Linked DNA regions of Mus musculus: regions 1, 2, 3, 5, 6 and 7 are each linked to region 4. A link is a contact called in public promoter capture Hi-C and targeted proximity ligation data. All regions are on one chromosome and are shown on one strand. The core of a region is the stretch at or near the end of the contact, and the rest is flanking DNA. Distances in the headings are between cores, read along the strand shown.

Region 1 (3,349 bases), core at 224-2,723, 1.4 Mb after region 4:
AGAGCTCTGCAACTGAGGGAATTCTGTGCAGTGGTGAGAAGTGTGATGAAGCTGTTGGCTGGGAGTTAAGGAAGGAAACCAGACTTGATAACTGTCCATTGGGAGACAATGAAGATCTATAAGCATGCTTAGTCACAGTCATGTGGACTGAGAGGGGGACTCTGGTACAGAACTTGGAGTTCCCAGTACTTACCAAGACAACTCACTCAGCTCCTGTTTTGTCTTTATTTTCATGACTGAATCCTGAGCAAGTTTTTGTTTACATGTATATATTTTTTATGTGTCAGAGAGCACACATGCCTGTGGGTATGGTTGCCTTTGTGTTGCAATGCACATGTAGAGGTCAGAGAGTAACCCATAGGAGTCAGTTCTCTTCCACTATGTGGGCTCCAAGAATTGGTCTTTGAGGCTTAGCACCAAACACCTTTACCCACTGAGCCATGTTGCCAGCCCTAGAGCAGATTTTTTGGCTTTTCAAAAAGTTTTTTTTTTTTTTTTCATAACCTTATTATTGGGCTTGACTTTGAGGTTCGGACAGTGATAAAAGACAAGAAAGGTACATAAATACTGAGACACTATTGTCAGTATTCCTGGGTCACTTCTTTCTTGCTTATTATATAGTGATTCTTACAGAGACCAATCAGTGCCTATGTGTCTGAATTCATCAAGCCCCAGGGTTTAAGCAAATCTTGGCAGCACCGATAGTTCTCACTCAAAGTGAGGTCTAAGGTAGTCTTTGACTATTCCTCTGAATAATAACTAAAGGTCACAGACCACTAATAAATTGGGTGAAGGGACTAACTATAACTTCAGTTTCTGGATTTGGCTTGTAATTTGTATACTTTTCATGTTAGACTGCTAACTCTTTTGAAGGCTAGCTATAATATACTGTGTGTGTGTCTATGCCTGCCTGCTTGCCTATCTGTAAAACCCTTTCTCCTGTGCCTATAGGGTGCTTTTTATACAGTCAGCTCTTAATGAATTGTCTGTGAAATGAAAAACAAGAAATAGTTTGAAAGTGTGCCTTGGTGGAGGCTCTGGATTTTATTCCCATCACTGCAAAAAATAAAAATTGCAGCATAGGTATTCTTCACTGTAGTATACCTCAGGGAAATATACCCATCTTGCTTTACAAATCAGATACTCTTTTCTATTGAGTTCATTGGCCATTTAGTCAGAAGTTTTAATCAGTATGTTAAATACAATAATTACTGAAAATGATTTTACAATGCGTGTGTGTTTGTGTGTTGAGGGACATTCATACTAGGTAGGGGTACAAAGGCCAGAAGACAGATTTCAGGGGTCAGTTGGTTCTTTTGTCATGTGGGCTCTAGGGATTGAACTCAGGTTGTAAGGTTTGGTGGCCTCTCTGGCCAAAAAAGAACTCCTTTTTGAAAGTGGAAGGAAGGGTGAGGGGAAGGTTTACACTGTTGCTGGATAGGAACTGGGAAACCGCAGGAGAACGCTCTGCGAAGGACTCCCTGTCTGGCTTCCTGAAGTAGGGACAAGAGCCAGAAAGCCAAGCCCTCTGTTGTTGGCATTAGGCTCAATTCTCTCCCAGTGCTTGAGCGGCTGGTTAGCTGGTTTCACCCTTCCCTCTATGATAGCAGATGGGCTCGTGAAGTGTTGGGAGTCCTGTCCAGAGCAGACATGGCGCTCTGCACGAGTCAGAAGCTACAGATATTTATAGGGCAGAAGGGCTCAAGAGTGTGGCGCGGGAAGCACTGATTTCACACCAACTCGGTCCTGCTGCTGCTGAGGACCCAGATTTTTCTTTGGGCATATGAGTTGCTTTCCTTTCATCTGAGTACTAACCAGGCCTGACTCTGTTTGCTTAGTTCAGAGATCTGAGGACATGGGAAGCTTCAGACTGTTGGTAGTAACTGTTCCAGGGTTGTGCAGGACCATCGTGGATAGACAGGATTGAAAACATGATTCTTCCTCATTTCCTTGTAAGACTCTTGACTTTCTCGCTTCTCCTGGTTTGAACCAAGAAGAAAGCTCTGACTGGTGGTAGAACTAAGGACCTGTTAGACAGGTCTGCTTGGGCTGGCTCCCCTCCCCCACCTGGGCAGGGAGACTGAAACTGCTGCTTGCTGGGCTTTGCCAAATCAGTTTCTCCTGGAGGATTATCTGCTCACTGCAGGCAGGCAGCTCCCCACCCAGGAGCCAGCCACTGTGGGAATCATGCGGGTGGGGGCAGGCTCTGCTCAGCTTGCTGGGTGTGCTGCTTGCCTGCCAGGCCATGAGCATGCACGAAGGCTTCCTGCTCACTGAAGGCTGAATTGCCTGGAGGCCTGAGGGAAATAGACTGTGTCGTAGTGCCTTGCCCTGGGCCTCGTGGCCACATTCCTGACTGGGAGGAGCAGGGAGTTTGCGGATGGGGCAGATGAAGTCTTTGGAAAGAGACAAATCACCCTTTTAACACCTTGAGTTTAGAATTGATGTTTCATTTCAGTGTTTTCAATCCTAGCCTAAAATTTTTCAGCGTGTGGGCCTAGTGTCCACAGAATGCTGGGCAAGGCTCCTACGAGAGTCAGGCTTCTTCGCAGGCCCACTTGATATTAGCCAAGATCAGGAAGTGGGCTTCATGACAGGCAGCCCCTTCTCACTTTCTGCCTCCATCTCAGGGCCAGGCCTAGAAAGCTTGAGCGCGTACTCTATTCACCCTGGACAGAGCCTCAGAGCCTTTACAATGTGGAGACAGGTCCTAGGAGGGAGAGTGATTTGTTCAGAGTTATATAACTTGTTTGGGCAGATTTGGGTCTTGACTAGATCTCCCCTGGGGCCCTTGGTACTTGCCCCATAGCCCTCACTTGAATGGTGGTTCTCCTTAGAAGGCTTGTAGACTTCTATGTCAGGAAGTGATCTGGGAAAGGACAGGTGGAAGGGCAGCAGGGCAGCAGGTCCCAGCTTAGCACACCAAAGACACTGGGTTCTTGCCAGGGACTATGACCATTCAGGTGCCAGAAGGCCCTAGGGGATGAATTTAAAACAGTAGGTAGCATTCCATCCCTGGCTCAGGTCAAAAGGGTCACATGGATCAGAGCTGGGTTAAGGGCTATTGGGTAACAAGGAAATCAGGGCACCATGACCCCATAATATTCAGTTTGACTTAGGAAAGCGTTTCTGGAGGCCTTGCTAGTGGCTGTTGCTGCTGGGCCAGGGCACCAAGAACACAGAAGTGACTGAATCCTGAAAACTTCCCTGGGGACTGCTTTTATTTTTGTATACCACTAAGCAAGATAACCACTAAGGAGACCAGCCAATGAGCAGCAGCAGTCCCTCCCCTACAGCTAAGCTGAGAATGCTGAGGGAGACACAGTAGACTCGGCTAAGTAAGTTAGGT
Region 2 (3,201 bases), core at 267-2,766, 1.7 Mb after region 4:
GGAATGTAGACCAGCTGGTAGGATGCTTACACAAAGGCCTAGGTTCCTGCAGGTGAGACTCAGCTCAAACCTAAAAAGCATGACCTGACCCAAGCTGACCCTTATAATACACACACCCCATTTCCAAACCCTACCTCCTAACTACACCCGCATCCACTGACCTGGCGATTTACCTCAAACACCCTGGTGACTCCCTGCTTCAGGTCTTTGCATCTGCTCTGCCTGGAATGACAGTTTTCTTTCAAGTCCCCTTCTCATCACCCTTTCCATTTCCTTTTTTTTAAAGACTTACTTATTTATTTATTTTATGTATATGAGTACACTGCAGCTGTACAGATGGTTGTGAGCCTTCATGTGGTTATTGGGAATTGAATTTAAGACCTCTGCGCGCTCCAGTCAACCCTGCTCGCTCAGTCCCTGCTCACTGTGGCCCAGAGATTTATTTATTATTATAAGTACGGTATAGCTGTCTTCAGACACACCAGAAGAGGGCATCGGATTGCATTATGGGTGGTTGCTGGGAATTGAACTCAGGACCTTCGGAAGAGCGGTCAGTGCTCGTAACCACTGAGCCATCTCGCCAGCCCACCCTCTCCATTTCCTTCTCTGCTTCCCACCATGAATCTTGAGAGTCTGTCTTGGCTCACATACATTCCTTCCTGGACCTTGGCTAATACGGTCCCCGTTCACCACCAGCACAGTGCACAGTGTGTGTGAGGGTTCATGGGTGCCTCAGTGAAGAGCTGAGACCTGAGGGCTGAGCGATCAGTCATCCAGGTAGAGGACCTGCCTGTACAGAATAATATGAGGCAGCATCCGGGGGTGATGTGGAGTGAAGCCGGAGCAGCCTGGGCAGAGAGGGAAGGTGGGACACAGAGGGGCAGAGGAGAGCCACGTGCTGCTTTCATCCCCCTTTGGCTCCCACTAAACTCAAGGGCAAGTCTGAGCCTCAGTTTCCTTCTCTAGGTCAGAGACATGATCTACCAAGATGCTGAAGGGCCATGACCAAGGCCCTGTGTGTGCGCTGAGAACACTCGTTCAATAGTAATGTGCTTAGCTAGCATGTGTGAGTCCTAGGTTCAATCGCCAGTTACAGTTTTAGAAAAAGAAGGCAGCCGGGCGTGTTGGCGCATGCCTTTAATCCCAGCACTCGAGAGGCAGAGGCAGGCGGATTTCTGAGTTTAAGGCCAGCCTAGTCTACAAAGTGATTTCCAGGACAGAAGAAGAAGGCAGGGTGGCAGAGTGACCCCTTGTAGCATCACAGGTTCCTCCTGGGGAGGGTACCTAACAGCACAAGGTCCAGGAGGAGAAAGCCTTCCTCAGGTGGAGAGCGGGGCAGGTGGAGCTTCAGCCATTATTTAGCTCCACAGATGAGTTATCGTGTGCTATCATGATCAAAGACACCCTGAACCTTGGCACAATCAAGTGTGAGTGTTTCCAGCTGGCCTGACCTGGAGCTGGCACCACGAAGCTATGGTGATGCCGACCAACTGCTCACCAGTCACTGTAGACCAGCTACTGGCGCCGCTGAAGTGTTCAGGCTGGAACCAACCCTGGCACCACATACGAGTTCCACTGCCCAAAGACACCTAGGCCCCTAGCAGACACATCTGACAGATGCCACCCCTTCAGAAGAGAGGCAGAATGACCCAGCCCTCCTCACACGCAGGTTAAAAAAAACCTGGGGTGGACCTGTCCTTCTCCGCGACCTTGGTGGCCTGGTTTGAATGGCCATGGTTCACAAGGCCTACTTGCTCCAATGGAGTCCAAACAGAGCACTGTTTCCCAGAAACTGCACGCTGTCTCTGCCACCAACCACTACACCAGCCTCGGAGTCCTCTGTCAGTCTATCCCTGTCAACACCCATCCCTAAATACACAACTTCAAAAAGCCAACATGAGCCAGGTGTGGTGGCACACAATTCTTTTTTTTTTTTTTTTTTTTTGGTTTTTTCAAGACAGGGTTTCTCTGTGTAGCCCTGGCTATCCTGGAACTCACTTTGTAGACCAGGCTGGCCTCGAACTCAGAAATCAGCCTGCCTCTGCCTCCCGAGTGCTGGGATTAAAGACGTGCGCCACCACACCCAGCTGGCGCACAATTCTTATCCCAGCATTTGTCAGGTAGAGGCAGAAGGATCAGGAATCCAAGGCCAGCCTGGGCTACATTAGACACAAAGAAAAGGCCAGCACACCAGTACTGTGTGCCCATCTACAAACATGGTCATGGCCTCGCTCGGCAGGCTCCTGGGGTGTTGGATGCTACACAGCTGCCTGAGATGCTTCTCTGCCCCAAGGCCCGTGCACTTGTTCTTCAGCTCAGCCCCATCTTTCAGGGCCACCTTCCAGGCCTGTGCTGCCACACGCACACAGGAGTCACTGCCCACCTCCTCCCATCAAGTCAGATGCAAACTTAAAGCACAAGTGGGTTTTATTTTTTTTATAAAAGATGTAAAACATGCATTTTCATTTTCTTTCATTTTTGAAGAGGCGAAAAGTATTTCACGGCTCACTGAGACAGGTGTTGTAAAAAGATGTTCGCAGTAAATTTTGATGGGGAAGCCTGACCCCAGACTAAGCTTCCAGGGCTTGTGGGCATGAAAGCTGGGCAGGAGGAAGCAAACTCTGCCAGAGCCATAAAGCGTGCCAGGCAAACGGGAATTCAATGATGTGTTTTAAGAAGTATCTTTATGGCACTTTGCAAGACGTCGTTCAGAGAGATGAGACAGGCTGGGCATCGGGGGGCGGGAGGGCTGAGTCTGCAGAACACCAGGTGGGCACAGCTGATAAGGTTGTGCACCTGAACACAGTAGTGTGCGGCTTCCGTGGCGTTAATCACCTGGGAGCAGCGACTCATCCGAGCCTATGGCACAACAGTGGAGAACAGAGTGAAGCCTACTGCAGCTCTGGACCTGCCTCCACACACACTGGGGTGGGCCAAGGCTGCATCCCAACGTGGAAGAGATGCCCTCACCCCTAATTCTCAGGTGTGCCTGCACAGTATGCTGGCTCAGCAGCTCCATCAGAGACGCTGAGATGAGGTTCCCCAGGTCCTCAAGGCGTCCCGGCCCCTGTAGCAGGGTTTGCAGGGGAAGCATTGGGATCATCCCGTAAGCTACCAGCGAGAATGAAGGTCGTCTGTCAGAGTCCAGCACAGAGCATAGGAGCCTGGGAAGAGATGAGCAAGGGGGCGCTCTGTAGGCTG
Region 3 (3,383 bases), core at 470-2,969, 1.4 Mb after region 4:
CCAGCACTTGGGGGGCAGAGGCAGGCGGATTTCTGAGTTCAAGGCCAGCCTGGTCTACAAAGTGAGCTCTAGGACAGCCAGGGCTACACAGAGAAACCCTGTTTCAAAAAACCAAAAAAAAAAAAAAGAGATGGTCTCTCCAGACTTAAACATTGTAGAATATTTTAAAAGTCATTTAGGGCTGGGCATGGCAGTGCACACTTGCAATCAAAGTGGTGAGGAAATGAAGGCCGGGGATCAGTAGTTCAACCATCCTTGGTTACATATCATGGCCAGCCTGGGCTACTTAATACCCTGTTTCCAAAAAAAGCAAAAACAAAAGAACAACAAAAACTTGGATGGACAGGGTGGTTGGTGCACACCTTTAATCCCAGCCCTTGGGAAGCAGAGGCAGCTCCAGGAGTTCTTGGTCAGTCTGGTCTACAGTGGGAAACTGTGTCATAGAATCGAAACTAACAGCAGAAAGGAAATGTTATGTGTAATTTAAAGAAATATTTATTTGTATGTGCCTATGTTTGTGCTTTTATGGGTTTATGTGTATCACTGGCATGCGGGTGCTGGTAGAGGCCAGAGGGCATCATTTCCCCTGGAATTGAAGTTACAAGGGGTAGGGAGCCATCTGATGTGGATGCTGGGACCTGACCAGATTCTCTGGAAAATAGTACAGGCTCTGAATGAGCCAGCATTCTGACCTATGTTGTAGTATTTATCTATTTAACTTTTGTGTATATGAGTGTTTAGCCTGTATGTACGTCTGTGCAACCTAGTGGAAGCCAGAAGGTGTCAAACCACCTAGAACTAGTTAGACAGTTGTTAACCACCATATGGGTGCTGGGTACTAAACCTCAGTCCTCTGGGAGAGCAACCAGTCCTTCCTCTTGACTTCTGAACCATCTCTCCAACTCATTTTATATATATACATATACATACATATGTATATATATTATACACACACACATATATACATATATAATTACATTTTTATTTAGTGTATAGGGTAGCATGCTCATGGAACAATGTTTTAGACTTGGTTCTCCCCTTTCACTATGTGGATCCCCATGGATCAAACTGAGTTATTTTGCTGGCCTTTGTTATGTGATTCCATGCCAAGATCACGCAAGCATTTTTCTCAATACTGAAAAAAATACTGTACCTTAAAGGTGTGTTAAGTTTCAAGGACGCTGACCCAGTGCCTGTCCGACCTGGTGTCTGTCCCAGGCTTTACAGAGGAATGAGGGGACTGACTCAATATAAGGCTGACATAGACTTCTAGAAGCCAAGATAGTCGCAAGATGGGCGGGTGTGCAAAGCAGGAGACAGGCAATAGGATGACACTACACTTGGCAGTTGACTCACACGTTGATAGCAAGGTTGAGCGATAAAGTGGGTTTTATGAGCTAAACATGCGGATGGGAAGTTGGCGTTAGGCTCAAAGGACATCAGTTGTAGGAACAGCTAATAGCGGTATTTTCTAAGTCAAACAACAGGTACAGGTGACCCACGCCTGTTCAAGGTTTGAAAATAACCGAAAACTGACGGAAAGAAACGAAGAGATAGATTCTTAGCCTCGGCAGCTCTCGGGTGTTGCCGGAAATGGCTGACTACCGCTCTCGGCCGAGCGACGGAACGGGGGCGTGGCCGGTTTAGCACACGCGGAGCCTCTTCGGCTGTTTCCGGAAACTGCCGAAAGCTTGCTCCAAGTGGGCGGAGAAAGGCCGGTAGGCGTGGCTGCTGGTTGGCTCTGGAGGTGCGGGGAGTCTCTTCGTGGATTTCCGTAAACAGAGCCGAACCTCGGTCTTCGGAATCTAGGAGGTGCGCGCGTCCCCGGGGATTACCTTCTTCGGTAGTTTCCGGAATTCACCCATCGTCTGGGCCGAGAGGAAAAGGCTCTTCCCCCTCCCGTTCCTAGTTGTTTCGGATGTTTCCGGCTCTTGCCGGCGGAAAGAGCCGAGGGCTGGCGGTGGTGGCGGCCATGTTGGGAGCAGCAGGTCCGGCGGCGGCTGCCTGTGTGTCGGGCGCGGAGCAGTGCGGCTGAGGGCAGGGGAGGAGCGAGGCAGGCGGCCGGCTGCGGCGGTTGAGAGTAGGCGGAGCGGCGCGGCCGGGCCGAAAGGCGGCACAACCCAGCCGGGGGTCGGGGGGGGGGGTGCGGTCCGGAGCCGCTCGGAGCCGGCGAGGCCTAGCCCGAGCGGTGCATCACCGGGCTGGCGTGAGCCATCGCCCGGCCTCCCCGCACCCCCGGCCGGGGCCCATGCAGCGGGTGCTCCTGCTGTGAGAAGCCCCGCCCGGCCGGGCTCCTAGCCTTCCCTTCCCTATCTTCCTCCAAGCTTCTCCATTCCCTCCCCTGAGATACCGGCGCCATGTCCAGCGCTCGGACCCCCCTACCCACGCTGAACGAAAGGGACACGGAGCAGGTAAGGAGCCCTCAGGGCTCCCCTAATTCTGTGACTGGGCCCCTGCACCTTACGGAGGCTCCCTCCCTCAGTTCTCCTCGTGCTCCTGCTTTCTTCTACAAGCCTAGGCTGTCATCTGGCCCTGGGTTCCAGCCCTTCACATCCCTCTTCCGAATCCTGACCTGGGACCCACGTCGTCCTGACTGAACTGCACACTTGTATTTCTGCCAAACGCCCCTCGCCTCTCACCGCCCTCCTGCGCTCTTCCGTGCTATCTCCCCAGCTTCCCCCTCTCTTCCCTTTTCTCTCAGGGGCCTTTCTGGTCTTCCTCCACCCACGCTTAAAGCAGCCACCTTCCTGCTCCTCGAATAATACCCCGCGATTTGCCGCGGATTGTTGCCCACCTCTTTCTGCATCTCTCTAGCTTTGTACCCTCTCTACCCGCACCGGCTCTCACAATCCTCGGTTTTCTCCCTCAAGAGTCCGTGTCTCGGGAGTGTGTTCTCGGTCCCTTTCCCCTTTCACTTCCCCAGCTTTTTCTATCCTCCTTTCCCGTTCCAAATTGGGCTCTCCCTGTTGCTTGCAACCCACCAGCTCCACCCTCGTCACCTTTCCAAATCGTTCGCCTACTCCTTGCTCATCACTTTCCCTTCTTTTCGGCAGGAGCTCCCAGGCTCCTGGCACTGGCATGTGTCGCTTCCGTGTTTCCCATACAGCTGTCATGCGCATAGTTTTCCCACAGGTTGCCTTTGGGGTTCCAGTCACCGCTCCCTTCAGAGTCTTTGGATCACTCCTGTTCTCTTCCCCCTGGGGTTTGGCATTTAAGTCCTTGGGCCTCCTGTCTGAATGCTCTTCCAGATTATCCCTGGGCTCTCCTCTACCGTGGGAAAGTCAGTGTTTTAGTCTGGCTGTATTAACATAACCTGTTGCTCACTCTTTTGCGGGCTGCATCAGCTGCATCAGTCCCTACTTTACTGCCTACTTACACTGCAA
Region 4 (3,232 bases), core at 269-2,768:
AGTAACAAGTAGTTATTTTCAACCATCAGGACAGAATTACAATCTGTCTGTCAGCACTAACTGCCATCAGAACTCTAACATGCTATAAATTCACACCTTCACGGAGTGTTCAGTGTCATCATTTCAAATCATCTGACAGTTGAGTTTTTAAGAGAACAAAGGCCTTAACATAATGTGTCCTCTAGAAATACAAATAGTAAGCAGCAAAAAAGTGTTGTGCTGCTTCAATGTCTGTCTTGACTATTTTCCCTAGGGAAACCCTAAGCTCTACTTGGACAATTACCTGCACTCATCCTGGGAGGTAGCTCGAACTCTTCATGTTGTCACAGCACCCTGGAAACAGAGAAACAATGTCATTTTTAAATGTAATCACAGCCACCTCAGCACCTTCTTTCTTCAGCCCATTTCAGTAGTAAGATGACATCATTGCAACTCAGCCATATGCTTGTCATTTACATTGTTCATCATTAAGTGGCCATCTAAATATGTTCCCTAAGGAAGCACCAACCATCAATACCTACCTGACTACAAGCAAAACGTGTTATTTGTAAAATTGAACAGGCCTGGCTCCAAAGTGTAAAGGGCTTTGAGATGAACCACATCTAGAACAGAAAAAAAAAACCCCAAACTTCAATAAAAGACTTTATGCCAAACAATCCAAATACCTGCCACAGATTGTGCTACTCAGAGAATTTTTGTTTTCTCCACTAAACCATCAGAAAGAGAGAGTTCAGTTTTCATATCATCCCCGTAGCACACACACAACTTATACTCAACAACCAAAAAAATCTGGTAAAACCATTAACACTACTTACTCTGAAAAGAGAGCGTACACCCATCCTTTTGTAAGGTGGCACCTCAAACCTGTAGAGAAGTTAGCATCGGGTTACTTCTACACCAAGAAATCTCTAAAGGATGAGAAGGCTGTGATGTAGGGCCAGCCTCCTCAGAGTTACTTATCCTCACAGATATATCAGTACAGGTCTGTGAAAAGGTCCTCATCATAGGGGGTGGCCTTGCACTGCCGCCACCATTTTGTCCTTCACAAAATCCTGTCATCTTTAGGTCTTGAATGCCCTAACATGGTCTCCCCGCTAAGACTACGGAACAGATTACCAAAGTCCACATTTATTAACGCTGCCCACGAGGGTCTTTTAAATCACCAGAAATAAACATTACGTAAGAAAATACAGGCGGCGGTTCACAACAGTGACAGATAGGTGTTTGTGATAAAAGCCAGCCGCAGTTATAGGAAAGCTGATTAAGAGAAAGACAAGAGCCAGGCGTGGTGGCGCACGACTTTAATCGCAGCACTCGGGTGGCAGAGGCAGGCGGATTTTAGTTCGAGGCCACCCTGGTCTATAAAGTGAGTTTCAGCAGGACAGCCAGGACTATACAGAGAAACCCTGTCTCGAAAAACCAAAAAAAAAAAAAAAAAGAGAAAGACAAGAAAAAAACAAAGTGAAAACTACAGCACATAAAGACGTAGAGTACTTACCCCGAACAAGGAAAAATGAGGCCGACAAGAACAACGTGTGGCCTATAAATAGCATCTCGCAAAGGCCCACGGGATTTGGAGGTGGGACTAGGACTCACGCAGGCGCTAAGGTAAGCGGTGTGCGAGCCGGAGGAATTGTGGGTAGAGGAATCCGCCCAAAGGGGCGTGCGGAGAGCTCCGCCTCTGATTTTGCAGCGCGAAAAAGAGGCGCAGGCGCTTTAGGGGAGTGCGACGCTACGCCTTTGGCGCTGCGGCTAGGCGGTTCTTACTCACTGCGGGTAAAACGTCATCGCTGGAGATTTTGGTTCGCGACCCATACAGCTCGACTGTCTGGGTCACAACTACCAATATCCATACGTTGAGGCGATTTCTCACCCTCACTCACGCTAAGCCGCGTGTTGATCCATCTCTATGGATCCTGAACCTACTGAACACTCCACCGACGGTGTCTCGGTTCCCCGCCAGCCGCCCAGCGCGCAGACGGGGCTTGATGTCCAGGTTGTCAGCGCAGCGGGCGACTCAGGTACTGGGCCCTGGGCTGAGCTCGGTTGGATTTTCGCTTCCTTGCATGAAGCCTTTTAGGGAAACCCAGTCGGGACTAGAAGCCCTACGTCATTCTGGAGACCGATTTTTGTGTTTTGCTTCCTGGTCTATTTTCGCCATGTTCTTGGCCCGGATTGAATGAAGTAGGGCCAGCATTTAGATGTCATTTATGGAGCATGTTGCATGTTTTGTTTTTAGCAGTGCTATAGATTAAAGCTGCTGCTATGTGCATGTGTAGATAAGTGCTATACTACTGAGGCTGACAATTCTCCACACAACTGGGCTTACCGTTTAAAGCACCCAATATGAGTTAATATTCCACACTCCTAAAAGTTAGGGATAACCCTCATTTTATGCATGGGTGGTCTTAGATATAAAGAGCTCTGGGGGGAACAATCATTAGAATTTACCAGTTTTCTAAGTCGCAGCTATAGACTGGTTATTGAGAGTGTGCAGTAGCATTATAGTCATATGCATATAGCAAACATCTATATGCAGAAGCTTGCCTTTCGAACAATTATCATTACTCTCATACTAATTGCTCTTCTGCATGACCTCACTTAATAATCCAAGTTGGAAGGTGGTAAGGTACAGTTATGGGTGAGAAGCTCGGGTCCCAGAGAGGTTAAGTCATTTGCTGACTGTTACCCAGATAAACAGTATCAGATCCAAGGTATAAATCCAGGCAGCCTGATTTCAAAATCAGCACTTGCAGAAGACCCTGGTTCAATTCCCAGCTAGTAGCCATCTGCAGTTCCAGTTCCAAGGGATCCAGTACCCACTTCTGGCCTCCATGGGCACCTGACACACACGTGGTACATACACATCTAAAGTTTAATTAAGAAAAAATAATGCTGGGCATGTTGATTCATGCCTTTAGTCCCGCCCTAGGGATGCAGGCTCAGGAGGAGTTTGAGGAGCTCAGCGGCTCAGCATGTACCACATAATGAGTTCTTGTCAGCCAGGGCTACATAGTTGAAACCCTGTCTCAAAAAAGAAAAAAAAAGTATTTTAATTTTTGTCTTTTTTTTTTTGGCTTTTCGAGACAGGGTTTCTCTGTATAGCCCTGGCTGTCCTGGAACTCACTTTGTAGATCAGGCTGGCCTCGAACTCAGAAATCCGCCTGCCTCTGTCTCCCGAGTTCTGGGATTAAAGGCATACGCCACCACGCCCAGCTTTGTCTTTGTTTTT
Region 5 (3,154 bases), core at 621-3,120, 1.5 Mb before region 4:
GGGTTTCCACTGAAAGGGCACTACACCAAAGACTGGAAAGACTCCGCTGAATGCCACAAACACGGACCTGACGAAGCTAGCCTTCATGTCTACAGACACTTGGTGTAGGAATTTAGCACAGGAGAGAAGCAGCTTGCGGGAATAGGTGGGGCTATGAGGTTTTTGTTCCTACAGTACTTTCAACATGTCCCTTTCTTTCTTAGCCAGCTTCTGTTGTGAGGAAGACTCCCTACCTATGCCAGCGCTGGGGAACTCTTCACATTTCTTCCTCCTTTGGGCAGGGTTCCCTATTTCCCTCAACATTCTGACCATTCCCGCTCCGGAATAGTTAATATGGGTTATACAAGGTGGGTGGGAGGGCCTTAGGGAAAAAAAGCTGTAAGCGGAGGTGGAGTCCGTGGTCAGTGGCACCACACATCCAGACCAATCGCTGTCCTTGCCATGAAATCCTAGGCCCCCAAGCCACACAGAATGGGAAGCCTAGACGGAGCGGGTCTGCTCCATCCTTTCATGAACCGGTATAGGAATGCACTGCTGTTTGGATTCTGGGTGGTTACTTCTAGAAACCGGCTCCTTCTAGCCTGGTCGCTAAGGCCCTCCACCTCTAACTTCATGGGCAACTTAATAGGAACCCTGAGGACCCCGGGAGCACGTTAGACTGGCAGACAAGGAGTAAGAGGTCGGAGGGATGGCATTAGGTAGTTAAAAGGGAGATGGACCCAAATGTAGAGACCCAACAGATGACAATCCTGTCAAAGAATGCTCTGTCCTAAGTCATTCCTAGTCCGGCCCTCGCCTCTGAGGGAGGATATGGTCTAAAAAGAGAAAACAGGGCCACTAGACAGAAGCTGGGGTTCGTACTGACTCTTCCTTCAGTAAGCTACAACGGAAAAGGGACGCGACCCCGCGAAGTGTCTAATCGCGCGGGAGCCCTATTCCCTCAATAGTCGACCTCCCTGGCCCAAGTGACCTCGCACTAAGAATCCGAGTACAGTTTTACGACTCCAACTGCAAGCTGTCTTGGACCGGCTCAGGTTCATTACCCTACCCTCCGGGCTTCACAATGTACAGGTGATGCCCAAGCACCGGGTCCTCAGTGTCATCCCTAGCGCAAGCAGTCCTTTCCCACTTCCTTTCCGCTCCGAATCCCAACTTAGGGCCAGTTCTCTAGGTCAGACAAGGCTGTGTTCACCCTCCTAGCCTGGCAGACAGGACGCGACTCCCACTCTCTGCTCAGACTCCTCCTCCCACCACCGGAGGTTGCAAGTACCGTTGAACGGGTGCCTGGAAAGCTCATTCCCTCCTATCCAACCCATGCTTGAGACTCCAGAGGCAAAGCACGGATGTGCAACCAGCCCTTTGTTTGAGTGTGCGTGTCTCCGGCCACCGTCTACCGCTCCGGTCTCTCAGGCGCTTGCATCCCGGGTTCAAAGGCCTCTCTCCCCGCCAATGTCCCTCCCCGAGGTGCAGATGCGCCTATTGTCCGCTCTCACCGTGGCATCCTGACCCGCGTAGTGGCTGATGACCCGGGAGCCCCCCGGGTGGCGGCGGCTGAAGTCGCTGATGTTGTACACCTTCCGGTCGATCACGAGCCATCGCTCCTTCTCCCGCCCGGAGCGCTGCGCCACCTCCTCCCAAGTAAAGTAGCGCGTTTGGCGGAGCTGGGCGGAGGCCGGGCCAGGGGTCGGCACCGGGTCGGGAGCCATAGCAAGCTTGGCGGGGGAAGCTGGAGTCTGAGAGGTGCGCGCTCCGGGCCGCGGGGCAGCGCACGCCAGGCTCGCGAACTAGGGGAGCGTCGGGCTGCCTCGAGCGCGCGCCCGGAGACCGCCGTTCGCGCGCAGGGTTTTCAGCACCCTTGGCGCGGACCGCCGAGCCCCGCGGCGCGAGCTCCCATTGGCTGAGCCGAGTGGCGTGGGGCGCGAGCTCCGCCTCTCTCGGGTAGCAAAGACAGACTCCCCACTCCCCGGAGAGACTCAGGCTACTTCCAGCGGCAGAGACGCGCCCCCTCGCGGGGCCTGAAAGTGGTCTCCAGGCTATTCCACTTCGGAATTTATTTATTTATTTTTTTATTGAGCATGGTAGGGATTGATAGGATAACGGTTCCTTTGAGTGCGTCACAGCTTGATGTAGCTAAGGCGGAGGTCCCAAGGGCGCATAGAAGCTTGGTGTGAACATATAGAAAAGAAAACAGTTCTCATGTTGCTCAGGCCGGCCCCAGACTCACTGTGTAGCTGAGAATGACCTTGAACCTCTGACTCTCCTGAGTTCTGGGTTTACAGGCACTGCTTTCCACGTTCTGTTTCATACAGCAGATTGTGCTAAGGCAAACGTTCTGTCAATTTCCTGCCCCTAGGAAACACGTGACAAATTAAACACAGTGGCTTTAGCAAACAAAACAGCATCCTGACCCAGTAGCCGTTCAGAGATCCCCCTTCCTAGCAAGGTGGGCAGTTAGCATGTGTGGAAAGAAAGAGGACTAACATAAAGAAAGAGACTGATTGGCTACAGTTCCAGGCTTTTGCTCACGTGATAGCCCAACGCTAACAGAAGTCTTGTCTGCTATGATTGGCCGTCACTTTTGACTTACAAGAATATAGTACTTAGGAACACACACACACAATTAACACATGCACGCATGCACACACACACATGCACTAACTAAAATGTGATGATGATGATGATGGTGGTGGTGATGATGATGATGATAACAATACTAATGATAGCTCTATGGTTCAGGAGGAACAGTTGCCTGATGCAAAACCCAGTGACCTGAAATGGATCCCTGGGACCCACAAGATGGAAGGAGAGTACTGACTTCCACAAGTTTTTCTTCTAGCCTACATTGCCTGCAATTCATGGCAGCACACACACACACACACACACGTAAATAAATAAATAAATGCAATTTTAAAAACGATTTTAAAACAAAAATAAAACGAAGAAAGGCCAGCCTTGCCTTCTTTGTATGTAGTTTAACATTTGCAATTAGCTTTAGCATTTTCTATTTCTAGTGATCTTAGTTTCGTATTGTGTTTTGTTGTTATTTTTGTCCCTGGAAGCAGTAGCCCTGGCTGATCTGGAACTCACTGTGATGAACAGATTAGCTTCGAAGTTGCAATGATCGCCCTGCTTTGGCCTCCCAAGTGCTGTAATC
Region 6 (3,340 bases), core at 407-2,906, 1.5 Mb after region 4:
TGTCCCTCAAGCAGGAGCCAGCCAAGAGTTCCCAGGTGGGGCTGTAGGCCAAGCCATCAGCCTCCACCCCTCCCTGCCGCCCTCCCTCCCTCCATGTCTGTCCTGCCACTCACCAGGCTTGCACTCCGGAATTACTGCTTGGTAATTGGTTCCAACTCGGATCATGCTGTCTGTGGAGCCAGGGGAGGCAGTCAAGACTCCAGGGAAGTAGGGGGAGGATATAGTGAGGGGAGGTAGCTGATCTGGAGTTCTCCTTCCTGACCACTCAGGGACCCCCACCATACAGGAGACTCACTTTTCCTTGATAGTGCCCCCCAGCTACCCTCCGATAGAAGGTACTAGGAGAGTCATACCCTGCCTAGTCATGGCCATGGGGGGAAGGGGAGGTTAAGAGGACACTTTTAAAGCCCAGGCTAGAGCAAAGTGCTTTGTTCTAACTGGGGGTGGGAGCTTGGAGGGCTGCCCCTAGATCTGGACCACAGCCTTGCAGAGAGCTCGGGGCTCCTCCCCACCACATGAGCTTCACAGCTCCGCATAGAGGTATCTTCCCAGTACCTGGTCCAATCAGACCTCAGTCCCCTGCAAGGCTGCAAGGTATGAGGACCCAATCCATCCAAGAGAGGCATCCTAAGCTCCCTCAACGACTGAGGGCAAAGGGGAGGTGGGTGGTCAAGGGCCCAGCCTGTAGATTTCCTGTGCCGGCAACACCAGGCACGAGAAGGCTGAGGTTGCAATCCAGGAGCGGCAGAAACCATCTGTGGTTCGCAACTCTCCCCCCCCCCTCCTCCACCTTCCATGATCCCTCCCCGGACCAGCGCGCCTTTAACCCTAGGCCACCAGGCTCACCATGAGAGTGCTCCTCCTCGCTGCTGTCATCCTCCGAGTGTGGCTGTCCGCCGTTGGGTGCCGTCTTGGCCCGACTTCGGGACAAGATCCCGGAGCCCGCACTGGGCTTCTCCATTACTGAGGGCATTACCCTACCCGGCAGCCCCGAGGGGCACGGGATCCTTTGGAGAGCGCAGGAGCTTGCCGCGCTTGCCTCGAGTGCTGCGCCTGGCCCGGCCTGGAGGGGTCGCCACTGAGGCTACGAGAGGCAGGAGGTCAGCGTGGCTAGGGTCCGGGAGGTCGGGGCCCCGGAGGGCAGCCCTAACGCTCACTGCGACCCCCACGGGCGAGGACGGCAGAAAAGTTTGTGAAGTGGGGGTACGGGGGAGACGGCGCGGCCGGGGGCACGCTCGCTCCGTGCGCCCCTCGGGGCTGGTTCTCCCCCGGGGAGAGTCGGGGCGCGTTGCCCTCGGGGAGCCCCGGAGCCGCGCCGCGCGCCTGCCCACGCTGTTTGGCCAGCAAGGGCTACCGCGCAGTGGCCGCCGCAGCTGACTCCGCGCCCCTCGGCTGCGCTGAGGATGCCCCGATCCCCAACGGAGGTAACCCTGCCCGACCCGACCCCACGGCAACCACGCCAGCCGGCTGGAGCCCCGGCGGCAGGACGGCGCGCACGGCGTGCGGCGCTGGAGCAGAGTTGCCGGGAGGCGGGCGGAGCGCAGCCGCGGGCGCCGCCTCGCACCCTCCCCGGCGCGCTCGCTCGCCCCGCCGCGCTCGCGCTACCGCCGCTCGCTCGCCCGCTCTCCGCCGCCGCTCGCTCCTCGCGCACACAATGAAGCTGCTGGCAGGGAAGTAGTGCCGGCTGCGGCCTCAGCACCCCTCCCCCAGCCGATGCCTCCGCCAGCTGAACATCTGGCCCTGGGGTGGGAGGGAGGGCCCGGGGGGCGGGGCCTGGGGCCGGGGCTAGACCTCCAGGGGGTGGGGTCAGGACCGGAATGGGGCGCACGTACCCCCCCCAGGGAGCACCCTTGGTGTCTCTGAGTTCTCAGACTTGGCCCTTTTGGGTAGACCCCAGTGCCCCCCAGGAGAAGCCCGGGGTCAGCCCCACCCACAAGCACACCGGTTCCACACACTACTGGGCTCTGGTTACTGTGGCCTGCCCCGGGGGCCCTGAGGCCGCCTGTCCGACCGCCCGGGTGGAGCCCAGCTTTTCCTTCCATTTCCCTTCCTGCCAAGGAACTCCCTGCCCCCCCTTCCGCAGGGGGATCCCCCCCTTCATGCGCCCTTGGGGGCCAAAGCGGATGGGAGGCCGGACAGGCGCAAGATGAATTTCTATAAGAGCCACTGGGCTAGAACCTGACTTCTGCTAGGTCTGTGGGTCCCCAGGGGTCACCCTAGTGTCTTTCAACTGCTGCAGTCTGCACCCAAAACAGTAGTATCAAAGATTGAGGAATGAGTATGAAAGGTAATAGGGCAAGTTCTGGGCTGAAAGGGGCGAGCTCCTCACTGGGTTCACTGTCACCCCAGCTGGAAGCAGCATCCCCCCTCCCCCCGGACAGGCACAGGCAGAGTGACAGACAGGGAAGCGGGTTGGGAGGCACAGACGGAGTTGGGGGAGGGGGTGGGCAGAGACTTTCAAAGCCAGACCCAGCCACCCTGCCAGGCACACAAAGAGCCAGCGCACTCACCGGCAGCAGCTCGAAGCCTGTGAGCTGCGCCTGTGCCCGTCCCCGCCGCCTGGGGCACGTGCTGCAGCTCACACAGGCCGAAGCCCCCGCCCGCTGTCCCTCCCACGGGGAGCCCGGACTCCTGGACACGCCTCTACCCGGGCACACCCGCTATGCCCAGATCGAGCCGAGCCTGCACGCGCACCCTCCTCTCCCTTCCCTTCCTTGGCCACTCTGTAATCAGATTCCTAAATTTAGAAGCAGCCCTGGCCCCAACCGGGGATCCCTGCCCCTACCCACTGGCTGTGGCCGACCGGCCTGGGTCCTGTGGTCAGGCCACGACCTGGCTGGGGCATCCTGTTCCTGGGGGCTCTTTGCCTGCGGCTGGCAGAGTCAGACACGACCCCGCCCGACTTCAGCACTGTCCGGCCACATAGGGCCACCCAGTCAGCGGCCACGTTGCCCGCCACACCTTGGGCCAAGGTTATGGGGCCTTTTTTCCTCCCCTTAAATCATGAGCTGGGCACCAAGCCTCAGGGTGGGGAGATCTGGGACAAAGAAAGAAAGAAAGAAAGAAAAAATGAACCAGAGGCAATCTGAGCTGAAGGGGTCTGTACCAAGAGGCAAAGCGACTTCCAGTGGCCCCTAGAAATGAGTGGCAGGGAGCCAGACCTGTCCCCAATACCTGTACCTTGTAGTGAGGTGCTCCTGTTTCTATCCCTTTGCCTAGCTAGCAACCATTGTGCACACCACACTCTCCTATGATGGCGTCTTTCTTGCTTCTGGCACCCATTAGGCAAGGCTTCTATTGGGTCCCCCCTCCTCCACTTGCCTCCTTCCATAGGAGAACC
Region 7 (3,143 bases), core at 43-2,542, 1.7 Mb after region 4:
TATACATGCCTTTTGTAATTAAAAAAAAAAAAAAAAAAAAAAAACAACCAAAAAACCTAACCTTTGTATTTTCTTTTTGTCAAACAGAAGGTTGGAGGCTCATGGGTAGAGGGCTTGTGTAGCACAGACAAGACCTTTGTTTCTATCTCCAGTCACCCAAAAAGTACTCTTGCCACATTTGGCTCACACCTGTAATTTCAGCACTCTGCCTCTTCCCTCTCCCTCTCTCTTGAGACAGGGTCTCACTATATAGTTCTGGTATGGATAGCTCTGGCTGTCCTGGACCTCACTATGTAGATCAGGCTAGCTTAAGAGATACACCTGCCTCTGCTTCCTGCGTGCTGTATGCCACCACCGCTCATTTCCTCCGATCTTAAGTGAGGCAGGAGAAAGAACTAGGTAGGCATAAGTGAACAGATAAGGGGTAACCGGATGGAGAGGGTATGCATTGGTGCTACTGGCACAGACATGGCACCGCACAGCCCACGTTCCTTATACAAATCCTGTCCAGACCCCTGATCATCAGTCTCTGTCGTTCCATAAGCTACACGCTAAGCCTGCAACCCAAGTAGCATTTCTGCTGGCAGGCCATGGTGACCAAAGCTTGCAGCTGAGTTCAGAGAGTAAGGGCCAAGCAGCCGGTCCGCCAGGACACTGCCGGAAAAGCGGAGGCCTGTCGTGGCCCGCAGCATTTTGGGAACATTCAACGCAGGCCCGTCATAGCCCGCAATATTTTGGGTACATTCCGGGCCTAATAGTCAGGATGCGAGGAAGCGCGGGCCAACAGTCTCAGACTCAGGGAAAACAGCTTGTAACGCTGTAGTTAAAGCCTAGGCGACACCGGGCCAGATGCTCGACTCCCCACGAACCACCAGCCAGCCGAGCACCCCCTTACAGGGCAGCGGCATAAACCAATCAGCGCCAGGAATGGCCAAATTTTTTTTTTTCCCCACCCATCCACCCAATTGAATGTTTCCTCTGAAAGGCGGTTCCGTCTAGGAGTCCTTCAGCCCAATGAGAGTTGTGGAAATTTCCAGAAAGAACAGGACCAATGGGTGCGGCCAGGCCAGCTACAATTGACGGACTAACCAACCAATCCGTGTCGTCAAGACCCGCTCCTCCCTCAGTTAGCCTAGCCCTGAAATAGGCGGGACTTGCCGCGGAGTGTCCAATCCGGAGGTGCAGAGGAGGCAGGGCTGAAGAGAAGACCCGTAAAAAACCAATGAAAGAGAAGTCACGATGATTGACTGAACTTTAAGCCTATAAAAGGGGCGAGCAGAGCCTCCTGGACGTGTTCAACCAGTGAGCAGGCGAGGAAGGGGCGGTAACCTGGGGGTCCCGGCAGCTTCTAGTAGGTTCCAGAAGGCGGCGCGTGCGGTTGGGAACGCGGAGCGGACGAATTCGATTCAACGGGGTTCCGGGCCAGGCTATGGAGCAGGTGAAGGGGGAGGGGCGGCCGGGGCCCCGGGGCAGCGCAGGCCTGTTGGCGGGGAGAAGCGAGTGGTTGGGGGGCCGGGTCGGGCGGCCGAGGCGCGGGCGTGAGAGCCGCGGTCGGGCGTGTGAGGGGAGAATGGCGAGCGCCCGTCGCCCCCGCGACCCGCCGAGTGGAGCGGGAACAGGCCTGGCCGCGGCCGGGCCCCGAAGCTTCTGGGGGCCGGGCCTCCTCAGCGCGGAGAGGCCCCTGTCGGCCGCTGCGAACTTGGAGGGATCCGGTGACCGATCACCCCAGCAGCCTTCGGGGTACACGGCATCTGTGTGCGCCCGGGAAAAGGACCCGCGCGACTGCAGAGAAGGCGGGCGCGGACAGTGTCACCAGGGCTCCCTGAGGCATACATATGTCGCCCCTCCCCCCACTTTTCGTAGTGACTGTGGGGTGACTGAGTATCCGACCCTTGGAAATTCCGTTCCCGATTACACAGGATTTAGTGGTTTTAGACAGTTGTGAGCCGATAGTGAGGAGCTAGAAGTCCCTGTCTCTACCGCTCAGCATCTGATCTGGGGCACAGAGGGAAACCTGCCGTCCTTACCTTGGTGATTTAGCTCAGGCTACAGTGGCCTGCATCTGAGGCCTGGAGAGGTTTTGTTACCTTGGAAGCTGTCATTGAACCGTTGTGATTCATCCAAACACACACATACAAAAAGAGCACAGCTTACTACTACTTTTACTGTGATGTATAAAGTAAAACCTTTTGTTCTGGAATAGTCACTGTGAGGGACCGTGGGGCCTCTCACCTTGTTAATAAGACTAAATGGAGAGGTTAATCAACTTTCTGTACCCTTGGAGTAATTAAACTGTAACTGCAGTACGGACAAGAGAGACGCTTTTTTGGTATGAGTAACACCTTGCTCTGTTACAACAAAAAGAGGTTGTTTTTCATTATCATTCATTCATTCATTGTGTGGCACTAGGGATCAAACACAGGGCCTGAATTTAGAGCTATGGTCTACCCCGTCCATCCTCCCCACCCTCCTCAGTGGGGAAAAATCCTGCCAGCCATTATACAAGTGTGCAAGTGTTCCTGTGGACTGCAAACTTACAGTAAGATGACAAATTTGAGCGTTGGGCTTAGAGATGGCTCAGTTGGTTCAGCGTTTGATGTCTAAGGATGAAGGCCTGGGTTCCGATTGCCTTTACCCACTAAATCGGTGAGGGGAGGGGAGACCCGAGCATCTCAGGCCTGTCTGTGAGCTCCAGATTCATTGAGATTCTGTCTCAGAGTAAGGTGGAGAGTGTTGGAGGAAGACCCTGACTTCCAATGTCTGCCCCATGCACTAGCATATACACAAATGCGTTTGAATATTGGAAATTGTACATTTGAGCCAGGTGGTGGTGGCATAAGTAAGCCTTTAATCCCAGCACTTGGGAGGCAGAGGCAGGTGGATTTCTGAGTTTGAGGAGAGCCTGGTCTACAGAGAGTTCCAGGACAGCTAGGGTTATACAGAGAAACCCTGTCTGGAAAATTGTACATTTGAAGAGTAGAATTCCAGGTAACTCCTACAGTGACACATAGTTTATATTTTAAGATTTAATTTTGCTAGGCATGATGGTGCACTCAATGAGGCAGAGGCAGGCTGATCTCTGAGTAAGTAAGTGGACCACCAGAGTTGTATAGTGAGACCCTGTCTTAAAAAATCCCAAAACA

What was found. Promoter capture Hi-C pulls out the DNA fragments that hold promoters and counts their contacts.
Region 1: a contact with region 4 is called in a targeted proximity ligation map of epiblast stem cells, with 5 times the contacts expected there. A contact is called at or near these places in 3 of 39 promoter capture datasets (3T3-L1-derived adipocytes and liver), 3 of 130 datasets of targeted methods (embryonic stem cells, epiblast stem cells and large pre-B cells) and 1 of 9 other capture datasets (adipose tissue).
Region 2: a contact with region 4 is called in a promoter capture Hi-C map of liver, with 4 times the contacts expected there. A contact is called at or near these places in 5 of 39 promoter capture datasets (3T3-L1-derived adipocytes, the HPC-7 cell line, liver and 1 more) and 3 of 130 datasets of targeted methods (the NIH/3T3 cell line, embryonic stem cells and pancreatic cancer cells).
Region 3: a promoter capture Hi-C map of neutrophils shows a contact between it and region 4, with 2.6 times the contacts expected there. A contact is called at or near these places in 10 of 39 promoter capture datasets (the C10 cell line, the SN4741 cell line, cranial neural crest and 6 more) and 2 of 130 datasets of targeted methods (astrocytes and pancreatic cancer cells).
Region 5: a contact with region 4 is called in a promoter capture Hi-C map of pre-B cells, with 3 times the contacts expected there. A contact is called at or near these places in 9 of 39 promoter capture datasets (the 3T3-L1 cell line, the HPC-7 cell line, HPC-7-derived erythroid cells and 6 more), 1 of 484 Hi-C or Micro-C datasets (B cells), 3 of 130 datasets of targeted methods (astrocytes, embryonic forebrain and stem cell-derived neural progenitor cells) and 1 of 9 other capture datasets (adipose tissue).
Region 6: a promoter capture Hi-C map of embryonic stem cells shows a contact between it and region 4, with 4 times the contacts expected there. A contact is called at or near these places in 16 of 39 promoter capture datasets (the 3T3-L1 cell line, the C10 cell line, the HPC-7 cell line and 8 more), 12 of 130 datasets of targeted methods (embryonic stem cells, microglia, pancreatic cancer cells and 2 more) and 1 of 9 other capture datasets (pancreatic islet).
Region 7: a contact with region 4 is called in a promoter capture Hi-C map of liver, with 5 times the contacts expected there. A contact is called at or near these places in 12 of 39 promoter capture datasets (the 3T3-L1 cell line, 3T3-L1-derived adipocytes, the HPC-7 cell line and 8 more), 3 of 130 datasets of targeted methods (embryonic stem cells and pancreatic cancer cells) and 2 of 9 other capture datasets (embryonic stem cells and macrophages).

The regions. Positions count from the first base shown.
Region 1 is chr19:7,309,740-7,313,088 of GRCm38.p6, reverse strand. All of the region lies in intron 1 of Mark2 (MAP/microtubule affinity regulating kinase 2), which reads left to right. Among named protein-coding and RNA genes, the nearest start is that of Gm17227, 14 kb to the right of the region's middle.
Region 2 is chr19:7,061,391-7,064,591 of GRCm38.p6, reverse strand. The region is part of intron 1 of Macrod1 (mono-ADP ribosylhydrolase 1); the gene reads right to left. Among named protein-coding and RNA genes, the nearest start is that of Macrod1, 6.2 kb to the right of the region's middle.
Region 3 is chr19:7,340,196-7,343,578 of GRCm38.p6, reverse strand. Mark2 (MAP/microtubule affinity regulating kinase 2) reads left to right here and starts at 1,719. Exons shown (of 18, transcript NM_007928.3): 1 at 1,719-2,411. The coding sequence starts at 2,358.
Region 4 is chr19:8,721,773-8,725,004 of GRCm38.p6, reverse strand. It overlaps Snhg1 (small nucleolar RNA host gene 1), which reads right to left and starts at 1,518. Exons shown (of 10, transcript NR_002896.3): 1 at 1,499-1,518; 2 at 816-864; 3 at 522-602; 4 at 284-333. It overlaps LOC115489078 (a small nucleolar RNA gene), which reads right to left and starts at 1,012; the gene lies at 941-1,012. LOC115489084 (a small nucleolar RNA gene) reads right to left here and starts at 754; the gene lies at 680-754. It overlaps LOC115489083 (a small nucleolar RNA gene), which reads right to left and starts at 473; the gene lies at 404-473. It also overlaps LOC115489082 and a transcript of Slc3a2 not described here.
Region 5 is chr19:10,181,604-10,184,757 of GRCm38.p6, reverse strand. It overlaps Fads1 (fatty acid desaturase 1), which reads right to left and starts at 1,870. Exons shown (of 12, transcript NM_146094.2): 1 at 1,494-1,870. The coding sequence starts at 1,706.
Region 6 is chr19:7,266,595-7,269,934 of GRCm38.p6, reverse strand. It overlaps Rcor2 (REST corepressor 2), which reads right to left and starts at 1,656. Exons shown (of 12, transcript NM_001320554.1): 1 at 847-1,656; 2 at 114-170. The coding sequence starts at 973.
Region 7 is chr19:7,038,175-7,041,317 of GRCm38.p6, reverse strand. Stip1 (stress-induced phosphoprotein 1) reads left to right here and starts at 1,292. Exons shown (of 14, transcript NM_016737.2): 1 at 1,292-1,438. The coding sequence starts at 1,430.